Linked DNA regions of Mus musculus: all the other regions are linked to region 3. A link is a contact called in public HiChIP or PLAC-seq and promoter capture Hi-C data. All regions are on one chromosome and are shown on one strand. Each heading gives the region's core, a stretch centred on a gene start, on an enhancer-like site or on the middle of the called end of the contact. The rest is flanking DNA. Distances are from core to core; before and after follow the strand shown. Region 1 holds the start of Cblc (Casitas B-lineage lymphoma c). Region 2 holds the start of Rsph6a (radial spoke head 6 homolog A (Chlamydomonas)). Region 3 holds the start of Exoc3l2 (exocyst complex component 3-like 2).

Region 1 (3,472 bases), core at 542-3,041, 330 kb after region 3:
AAAGCTAATTCCAAGTGATAAAAAAGAAATCTAGCCGGGCGTGGTGCCGCGCGCCTTTAATCCCAGCACTCCGGAGGTAGAGGCAGGTGGATTTCTGAGTTCGAGGCCAGCCTGGTCTGCAAAGCGAGTTCCAGGACAGCCAGGGATATACAGAGAAACCCTGTCTCGAAAAAACAAAACAAAAACAAAACAAAAAACAACAACAACAAAAGAAATCTGTAACTGAGCAGTGGTGGTACGGCCTTTACTCTCAGAGGCAGAGGCAGGTGGATCTATGTGGGTTCTGGGCTAGCCTGGTCTACAGAGGGAATTCCAGGATAGCTAGAGCTACACAGAGAAATGGGATCCAAAAACAACCAACCAATCTACCAACCAAACAAGAGAACCAGTTTATTACTCTGGGCTGATTGTGGTGCCAGAGCCCTTTGACCCCAGTACTCAGGAGGCAGAGGGAGGTGGATCTCTGTGAGTTTGAGGCCAGCCTGGTCTACAGATCGAGTTTAAAGGCCAGCTGGAACTACATAAGAAAGAAAAAAAGAAAGGAAGAAAGAAAGGAAGAAAGAAAGAAAAAAGAGATATGTATTTTCATTATATATACACACACACATACATACATATATATACACATATATATGCACATGTGTGTCTCTATATATTATACTATATATATATATGTGATATATATATTTATTTATTCAGGCAAGTCACAACAAGGCTAGGGAGCCAGACCCAAATCACCAGTTTAGACCTTGCTCTGGGTTCCAGCTCCAGTTCTATGCAGTTGTCCCACAAGCCAGAGGGCAGGCACGTCTAAGATCCTTGGAACAGACATCTTTGCTGGAACCCAGACAGGTGGAAGTGGAGGTGGGAGTGGGGGCTGGCCTGTTTCTCAGGCTGGACAGGTGGGTCCAACTCATCCTGCCTCCCCAACAGGAAGTTTGCTCTTTTATTTTTTGTTGTTGTTCCGAGACAGGGTTTCTCTGTGTAGCCCTGGCTGTCCTGGAACTCTTTGTAGACCAGGCTGGCCTCGAACTCAGAAATTCGTCTGCCTCTGTCTCCCAGTGGGATTGAAGGCGTGCGCCACCACTGCCCAGCTGAAGTTTGCTCTTCTAGGAGAGACACACGCCTGCACCCCAGGTTCAAGCTGATCTACAAAAGGAAGAAAGGGGGCCTGGAGGCAAGGGTGCTTAAAGGGGGGAATAATGGGGAGGAAGGCTGGACCTGTACTCCTGGGTCTGATGGAATAAAGGGTCTTGACTTTTGGGTCTGATTGAGGAGAGTTGAAGCTTGTACTTCTGGGTCTGAAGGAGGAGGGTGGAACCTGGACCCCTGGGTCTGAGGGAACAGGCGGCTGGTGGCACACAATCCGGAAATCACTAGTTTGTGACTTGTCTCTGAGGTAGGTTAGCGCTCACCTGAATCTGGAGCCCTCCCGGAAAACATCCTGGTTCACGTCCTTTTTGCCTCGGGGTGGCAGGAGCTCCGCCACCTGCCTGCCTTTGACCTCCAGATTGGCCAGGTAGATGGCCAGAAAGTCATCGGCGCCACCGGGACCCTCGGGGTCTTCCCTGGCCTCGCGCCGGGCCTTTGCCACCTCTCCAAGTAGCTGCGCGGTGCGGGGCAGCAGGTCCCGCAGGGACGGGGGCCCCGTGACCATCCTGGGATCCCTGCATTGCTCTTCTAGGCGCTGGAGCAACTTCACCGCCCGGCTAAGCGCGCGTGGCTCGCCCCGCTGCCACCCTCGCGGGGCTGCCGCCGCAGCCATGGGTCCCTCGGGTGGCTTGGGACTGGGACGGAGGGGTGTGGCGGGGAAAGGCTCCAGGTAGGGGCGGGACCAAGAGGGAGCAGGGGGCAGGTCCTGGAGGACCAGGAGGGGACTGTAGGTAAAAGGGGCCGGCCTGGAGAGTCTGAGGGAGGACGGCTGAAGCTGGACGCCTGTAGAGTCTGAGGGAGGAGAGCTGGGACTAGACCCCTGGGTCTGAGAGAGGAGGGCTAGAGTCTGGATTTATTGGTGTTGAGAAAAGAGGTGGTTCCGCAAGTAGGGCTCTGGGACAAGGCACCCTTTCATGAATTGTGGCTGAAGCTGTCAGTCTTTCTTCATAGGGGAGTCAGAGAGCTGAGTCTTCTAAGAACAGAAAGTCAAGTAGTTACTCTATGTCCCCGAGGTAAGGTACTAGAACCACCGGAGTTCGGGCTCCCGTGGCAGGTAAGGGAAATTTAGTTACAGTTTAAGTACCCAGATTTTCAAAAGAGGTGAAAGGGGTGTGGCGGAAAGTGGCGTTCAGGAATGCACAGGGCTGCAGGAAGTGGCTGCCGGGCAGGTTTGCACCCCAACCTGCCAGACCTGTAGGTCCGCCCTGATTATGCTTCAGACAGCCACCAGAGGGCGCCGTGGACACGGTTCTCTCTGCCCCAGGGCACCCAGGGCATCCAGCAAGCCAGCCACCACCCCAGCTAGGCCCGGTACTGACTCCTCAGCCTGCCTGCTCTCTCACTCTCTCCTTCTCCCTTCCTCTCCCTTCCTCTCCCTCCCTGTTTGGCAAAAACTCCAGATCCAGGAGATCTGAAGCCTCTGTCCTCTGAAGACACCCTGGGTAAGCACACACACACACACACACACACACACACACACACACACACACACTTTGTTGTTCTAGCTTTGTTTTTTTAGACAGTATCTCACCATACAACCCTGGGCGTCCTGGAACTCTCTCTGTAGACCAGGCTGGCATCAAGCTCACAGAGATCTGTCTGCCTCTGCCTCCCAAATGCTTGGACTAAAGGCACGGGGCATGCCTGGTACAATATCTTTTATTATTAAAAAAAAAAAATCCCAGCACGATGGAGTCAGAGGGAGACTAATTTCTGATTTAGAGCCAGCCTGGTCTACACATTGAGAGTTCCAGGTAAGCCAGAGTTACACAGAGAAATCCTGTCTCCAAAACAAACAAACAAACAAACATAAAAAATTGAAGTTGAATGTGTTTTCAGATAATTTTAAACCTAATTATTCAGGAAGAAGAGAACAAAGATGTTGAATTATGGTCCAGCCTGGGCTACAAAGCAAGGTTCTGTTTCTAACAACCGAACGGGGTTGGGAATTTGGCTCATTGGGTGAAAGTGCTCCTCACCAATCCTGACAGCCTGAATTTGGTTCTCAGAACCCACAGAGTGGCAGGAGAGAAGGGAGTAATATGAGCTGTCCTCTGACCTCCACATGTGTCCACAGTCATGCACGCACGTAAATAAACAGACATAAACCCAAAGAAAAACAAACTTCTCCCAAACCACCCAATCCATCCCCAACACACACACACACACACACACACACACACACACACACACACACACAAACAAAACCTAACAGAAGGCCCATCTTTGGGATCTTTGGGGCTGGGTTGGGATGTAGCTCAGTTGGTGAATGTTTGTCCAGAACATAAAAAGCCCTGGGTTCCACCCCCAGAATCACAGA
Region 2 (3,535 bases), core at 649-3,148, 410 kb before region 3:
ACAAGACTAGAATTAGGAATGAGTTGTTTTGGTAAGAGTCTTGCTATGTAGCCCAGAATAACCATGACTCAAATTTGTAATGATCCTCTTGCCTGCTGGGATTGCAAGCCTGCTGCACCAGCTCTTAGACTGGAAATGGTAATTGAATCCGTCCTCCATGCCAAAGCTGGAGTCAGAGCACAGGCTGTCCCTAGGCAGCATCTGGCTAAGGTCCCATCCTCCAGCCTATTGAGTGTGGCCACGAAGTGGTGCTGTCCTAGCATATGATGATGTGCTAACCTAGGGATTGGAGGCGGGGCCCCTTTCCTGTATCGTGTCCTGGTAGTTTGCTGTGAGGAACTCAAATTCCTGGGTAGGCAGGTGTATGAACCCTGGAGTAAGATTTCAAGTGACAGCATATGGGTCCTGGGTCATGGCGGTGTCTTCAGGAAGGAGGTGGCTGGTTGGACCTGTGCCTAACGGCCCCCCTCCTGCCCCACAGGTATGGAAGTACCCCAAGGTATGGGAGGGCTTCATCAAGTGCTGCCAGCGCACCAAGCCACAGAGTTTCCAGGTCATCCTGCAGCTACCTCCACAGCAGCTTGGCGCAGTCTTTGACAAGTGCCCTGAGCTCCGGGAGCCACTGTTGGCCCATGTGCGCTCCTTCACTCCCCACCAGGTAACTGGGTGTGGTAGAGTGGAGCCGAGTGAGCAGGAAAGCTCTGGAAGGTTTGGTTCTATGTTATGGGGTTCTGAGAGGTGCCTTTCCCTTCACCTAGCAAGCACACATCCCCAACTCCATCATGACCATCCTGGAGGCCACTGGAAAGCAGGAGCCCGAAGTCAAGGAAGCACCTTCAGGGCCCCTGGAAGAGGTGAGCGCAATGACGCCCACCTACCTGTGCCTCTCACCCCAAGACGTCCGCTCATTAAACCCACAGTCTCCCAAGATTTTGTCCCTGGTAAAGGAAAATGGCCGCCGACCCCACACACCTTTGCACCAGGATGGAAAGTCTATGCGATGTGCGCTCTTTGCTTTCAGCAGCGCTGAGTGCTCTGCTTTCTCTACCCTGATGCGTGGGTGGGGGTAGGATGCGGGTGTGTGTTAGGTGTACCCTTCCTGAGCTGAGTGCTTCTCCCACCCCAGGATGACCTGGAGCCCTTGGCTCTGGCTTTGGCCCCGGCTCCGGCCCCGGCCCCGGCCCCGGCCCCGGCCCCGGCCCCTGCCCCACGGCCCCCTCAGGACCTCATCGGCCTGCGATTGGCTCAGGAGAAGGCCCTGAAGAGGCAGCTGGAGGAGGAACAGAAGCAGAAGCCCACAGGCATCGGAGCGCCCGCTGCCTGTGTGTCCTCAACGCCCTCGGTGCCAGCAGCAGCCCGAGCTGGGCCCACCCCAGCTGAGGAGGTCATGGAATACCGGGAGGAGGGTCCCGAATGCGAGACCCCGGCCATCTTCATCAGCATGGACGACGACTCGGGGCTGGCTGAAACCACACTGCTGGACTCTAGTCTCGAGGGGCCCCTGCCTAAGGTAGGAATAGATTGCAGCAGAGCCCTGGGAATGGGTCTGAGTGGGTAACTAGCTCTTGACCCACTGCTTCTTGCCCTCTCCCGCCACCAGGAGGCAGCAGCAGTCGGGTCGAGCTCCAAGGATGAGCGGAGCCCCCAGAACCTCAGCCATGCTGTGGAAGAAGCCTTGAAGACCTCCAGCCCAGAAACCAGGGAACCCGAGAGCAAGGGGAACAGCTGACAGCTGCGGGAGTTTGGGGGGAGGGGAGGGGCGGGACGGGGCCTCCTGGAGCTTTGCCTTAACACAAATAAAAGAGGGCGTAGCTGCGCCAGGTTAGAAATCCTGAGGATGTGCCTGTGTTAGACTGCGCCTGCGCACACCGTTTCTCACCCTGAGGGCGCCCCGCGCTGGTAAAGTAACGGTAGGCAGGCAGGGTCCAGGATAGGGCAGCACACTTTTTCCGAGGCATGGGGGAACCACCGCCCAATCCTGACCCCTCTCAAACCCGGAGGGCTTCCCAAGGCTCAGAAAGGGCACGGAGTCAAGAGTACTCTCAGCCTCTGTTAACCATCCCAGAGGATGGGTTGAACCGACCACCTCCGCAGCGGGGCAGTCGGAGCAGTCAGGGCAGTCAGGACCTGCAGGGAACTGGTCTACCCCACTGGCCACAGAGGTCCAGCCTGGTCCCAGATGTTCAAGGTGATGAAGGCACCGAGTACCACCAGTCCATGCCCTTAGGCTACACGCCAGGCTTTCCCATGGAGTTCTCGCAACAGGGTTACCTGGATGATAGCAGGATGATGGAGCAGTTCCCACAGGGCCAGGACCTCTTAGAACAACTGGAGTCTACCTACCAAGGCTCGGCTTCTGGAATCCTGGGCCAGCTCAACTTGTATCCAAGAGAGGATGAGATATTCAGCCAGGACACACAGCACGGACCCTACCTGAGAGACGACCCCTCCCTCCACCTGAGGCCCTCTGACCTGGGCTTCATGCCCATTGTTGGAGAGGTACCTGACCCCGAGCCTCGTGAGCTGGCAATACAGAACGCCAAGGCCTACCTGCTGCGGACCAGCATGAGCTGCAACCTCAGCCTGTGAGAGGAGGTGGAGGGTGGAGAAGGCGGGCAGCTGACTGGGAAGGGCTCTAGCCAAGGCTGCCTCAGGTGTGGGGTCTCTGGATGTCTAAGTTAGCAGAGAGTTGGGGAAGGAATAGCAAGTGGAGCAGACACAGTGCCAACACACACCCCTAACATCTAGTCCCAGCCACTAAGCCTGTTTTTGCAGGAGACTGAACCAGAGAGGCTGGGTTATTTAAAATCACAAGCTAAGAAGGGGGAGGGCCAGTATTCTAGAGCAAGGCCTCTGGTTCCCAGGACCCTCTACTTGTCAGAGTCAATGAGCTGCAGCCACTGTCCCCCTCCTTCCATTCAGTGTGTTATAAAGAATGAACTGTGGATGTCAGATGTGGCATGGTCAGTGAAAAGGACTTAGGTGGCCAGGCAGGGGGAGGGACCTGGGATAGCACCTTGCACATAACAAGAGGTACAGTGATTGAGACTCAGGGCACAGCAAGGCCTTGGAAGGCTGCTGCTGTCTGGGACCACAGTGGGAAAGGAAGTTAGTGACGCAAGGCTGGCTAAAGCACATAGCCGATTCCATCCCTCCCCTGCTAAGAACCTGCTATGGCTCCCTAGTGCCTGGGAGAGAATATTCAGGAGGTGCGGCCCTGCCTGCTGTCAATATGCAATTTCTACTCATTACTTAGTTGTCTCTACCTCAGGCCCCAGACCCAGTCAAAATTAACCCATAGCATTTCGCCAATATATTCCCAGTCTTGAGAGCTTCAAGGTTCCTTCCTGAAGCACCCTGGCTAGTCTCACTTTTTTCTCCTGTTCTCACCTCTTTTAAGTCTCTGAGAGCATGTATGTATGTATGTGAATGTGTGTGCATGAGTGTGTGTGTGCGTGCATGTGTGTGTATGCATGTGTGTGCATGAGTGTGTGTGTGTGCATGTGTGTGTATGCATGTGTGTGCATGAGTGTGT
Region 3 (3,366 bases), core at 185-2,684:
GTTCAAAAGCGGGAGACTTAGTGGAGAAACCAAGAACCCTGGATTCCTGGCTTCCTGGGACTTTGGAAAGGAGAAGCGGGGGGGTGGGGGGGGGTGGGGGGGTGGGGGTGGGGGGACACTGCTGTAGCCCATGAGTTCGCTTCAAGGAGACCGAGATGTTCTGGAATCGGATGTTAGCACTTTCTGCTGCAACCCTGGGAGTGCATAAAGATCCATTAAACCGAAAGGCATAAAAGTATGAATGTGAAGCTGGAGAACGGAACTGAGCAGTGGTTAGGAGCACTGGCTGCTTCTGCAGTGGACCAGGGTTCAATTCTCAGCAACCACGGGGCAGTGGACAACCACCCAACTCCAGTTCCAGGGGATCTGTCTCCTTCTAGTGGGCTTGGGCACTGCATGCACGCAATACTTGTAGTCACTCACAAACATAAATAAATAAATAATACACTTAAAAAAAAGTCAGATCTGCTGCACCTTCATTGGAGTGGGCGGGTTGGGGAATCTGTAAAGGATTGACTGGGAAGTAGTATCATGGCAGAGCACATGACCATCGTGCACAGGGCCCTGAGTTCAATTCCCCGGCACCCCCAACACATACATGCAAAGAAGAGTCAGGCAAGGTGGCCTAAGCCTTCAATCCCAGCACTTGGGAGGCAGGATCTTTGTGAGTTCTAGGCCAGCCTGGGCTACATAATGAGGCCCCGTCTCAAAAGGAGAAAAAAGGAGAGCATGCACGTGCAGTTGAGTCTATCATCTGATGGAAGGTGCTCTGTGGTTATGATACAATACAGCTAGGTCCCTGGGAGACTGGCCCACAGTGGGGGACAGAGGCAGAGGAGTGATAGAATCTTGCTATGAGTCACTGGCTGTTCTGGAATTCATTCTGTAGACCAGGCTGGCCTCAGAGATGCCACCTACCTCAGCTTCCCCAGTGCTGGGATTAAAGGCATGAGCCACCACCGCCCCACTGGCCGAGAGCTACATTTTAAAAGCCATGACAGGGCTACCCCACTGGGTCCTCAATCCAGCCTCTGGGACCAGTGGAGTTTCCTTTGAATCCTGTCCCCCAGCAGAGGATACAAGAGGAACACATGCTCCCTTGAGACCCTATCCACACCTCCATTACTCCAGAGCTCAGCTGTGGGCCCCTGTCCAGCTCAGGGTGTCTCCCCTGGGCACACAGGATGATGTTGTTACCTTGGGAGGCGTGAAAAGCAGGCAGGAGGGCGGGCGGATTCCGGCAAAGCTGGGAGGGGGGGTAAGGGCGGGGAGAGGGGTCTGTGGCCCTTGTCACAGCAGGGCCCAACCACAGCCTGGCCTAGAAGGGCAGACAGATAATGGGGCCTTCCAGCCCCTGGCCCCAGAGAGGGAGGGGCTTCCTGACAGGAAATTGTCCTCCTCCAACCCCCCCCCCCCTAGATCCAAGCTCTCAGCAGTCCTGGCCCAAGTAGTCTGGGGACTGGACAGCAAGAGGGGACAGAAGGACAGGCACAGACAGAAGGTGAGTGTCGGGGTGAAGAAAGCATGCCCCCAACTTCTTCCAAAGATGGGACACCTCATCAGAACCCAGAACTCTGGAGGCAGGAGGGCTGGGTGAGCAGATGCAGGCTGAAGGCTGGGTTTGGTGAGTGCTGCGGTGAAGCGGCGGCGGCAGGGACTGGGGCTCTGGGATCCAGAGAGGTAGGAAGGACTTGTAGAGATGGGGTCCACTCCTGGCTGAGGGAGATGGGGATGTTAGGTCTAATGCACTCTGACACTCTGACACTGGATGGGGACACCCCCGTGGGGTGGGCAGCCAGTGCCTGGCTGCCTCCAGTGAGGAGGGTTGCAGCTACCAGAAAGCCACACACACACACACACACACACACACACACACACACACACACACACACACACAGGCTCCTCACACCTGCAGGGCCAGCACTAAGGAGCGGAGGCTGAGGCAGGAGGCTGGCCGGTTTGAACAAGCTTGGATTAGGGATTGAGACTCTGTCTCCATTAATTAATTAATTAACTAATTAATTAATTAATTAAATAGAAAGGAAGGGCTATCAAGATGGCTCAGCAGGTAGATGCTTGCTGCCCTGAAGAGCTGGATCCAGTCACTGTGACCCACAAGGCAGAGAGGACCGACGATTGCAAGTTCACATCTGAACCCCACATACCGACCATGGCTTGTGTGCCCACATACAAAATTAATTAATTAATTAAAATAAAGAGAGAGAGAGAGAGTGATCAAGAGAGGCTAGGATAGGATATGAAGGCTGCCCCGGCTGGTGATGCTGATGTCAGAGTCAGGCTCAAGGATGTGTAACCTAAAAGGATCAGTTTTCGAACATGGACCTTAGGACTTTTTTTTTTTTTAATAATTTTTCAGCTAGGCAGTGGTGGTGCACACTTTAATCCCAGCTCTCAAGAGGCAGAGGTGAGTGGATCTGTGAGTTCAGGGCTAGCCTGGTCTACAGAGTGAGTTCCAGAACACTGAAGGTTACAAGAGAAACTCTGTCTAGAAAAACTAAGAAAACAAAATTCCCACAGAGTCTCACGTTGCTCAGTCTGGTGTCAAATTTCTATATACCCAAAGACTATACTGACGCTCTGGTCCTGCCCTCCCTCTCCCCAGTGTGTGGATTGCAGCCCTGCATGGCTGCTGGGGTGGGAAGCCAGGGTTTCTTGCAAGCCAGACAAGTACTCTACCAACTGAGCCTCGTCCCCTGCCTTGGCTTTTGATGTTTTGATCTCACGTGACTCAGGTTGACCTCCGGAGTTGCCAGGATTAAAGGCATAATCTTCGCATTTAGAGATTGTCTGTATACGGGGTCTCACTTGAAACCTGGGCCTCAAAAATCTCAAAAGCATGTGGTCCTCCGGCCCCAGCCTCCGGGGACTGGGATTACAGGAGGCTGCGCCACCACACCCGGCTCCATGCTGGGGGCTTGGGGGTGTCAGGAATTCTGAGGAGGAGGGTTTGGGGAAAGGCTGGCAGCGAGGAAGAGGAGGAGGGGCCTGGAGAGGGAAACGCTGGTGGCCTAGACATCCTGCAGAAGCGGGAGGCTGGGGGCTTGCTCTAGGCTCGGAAGTGAGTCAGGGGCCTGGGCACCGGGAGGCAGTGGAGGGCGTTGGAGAGGGCAGGATGTCGGAGCCAGGTTGCAGAGGGAGGTGTCGGAGCCAGGAAAGGGAAGGGGGGGGAGGTTTGGGGTAAATGCTGCTGCCAGTTTGGGAGTATGCTGGGAATATGTTGGGAACAGTTTGATGGGTACCAGAGCCAGCTCTGGGAGTGGGGATTAGACCGGTTGAGTGAGTGGCAGATAAAGCCTGGGCAGGACTAGATTCAGTTGGATCCAGCAGTTTCGGGGATGGAAGTAG

Evidence for each region. Promoter capture Hi-C pulls out the DNA fragments that hold promoters and counts their contacts. HiChIP or PLAC-seq counts read pairs in DNA pulled down with a chosen protein or histone mark.
Region 1: a promoter capture Hi-C map of pre-B cells shows a contact between it and region 3. The contact joins the promoter of Cblc here to the promoter of Exoc3l2 in region 3. A contact is called at or near these places in 1 of 39 promoter capture datasets (pre-B cells), 1 of 115 datasets of contacts at active chromatin or transcription factors (embryonic stem cells) and 2 of 9 other capture datasets (adipose tissue and liver).
Region 2: an H3K4me3 HiChIP or PLAC-seq map of bone marrow-derived macrophages shows a contact between it and region 3, with 5 times the contacts expected there. The contact joins the promoter of Rsph6a here to the promoter of Exoc3l2 in region 3. A contact is called at or near these places in 1 of 39 promoter capture datasets (maxillary cranial neural crest), 1 of 115 datasets of contacts at active chromatin or transcription factors (bone marrow-derived macrophages) and 1 of 9 other capture datasets (pancreatic islet).

What each region holds. Positions count from the first base shown.
Region 1 is chr7:19,795,018-19,798,489 of GRCm38.p6, forward strand. It overlaps Cblc (Casitas B-lineage lymphoma c), which reads right to left and starts at 1,792. Exons shown (of 12, transcript NM_023224.5): 1 at 1,416-1,792. The coding sequence starts at 1,765.
Region 2 is chr7:19,052,789-19,056,323 of GRCm38.p6, forward strand. It overlaps Rsph6a (radial spoke head 6 homolog A (Chlamydomonas)), which reads left to right and starts at 1,899. Exons shown (of 6, transcript NM_031255.2): 1 at 1,899-2,585. The coding sequence starts at 1,957. Sympk (symplekin) reads left to right here. Exons shown (of 27, transcript NM_026605.2): 24 at 482-658; 25 at 759-854; 26 at 1,127-1,510; 27 at 1,601-1,834. The coding sequence ends at 1,729.
Region 3 is chr7:19,461,853-19,465,218 of GRCm38.p6, forward strand. Exoc3l2 (exocyst complex component 3-like 2) reads left to right here and starts at 1,435. Exons shown (of 12, transcript NM_001370800.1): 1 at 1,435-1,501.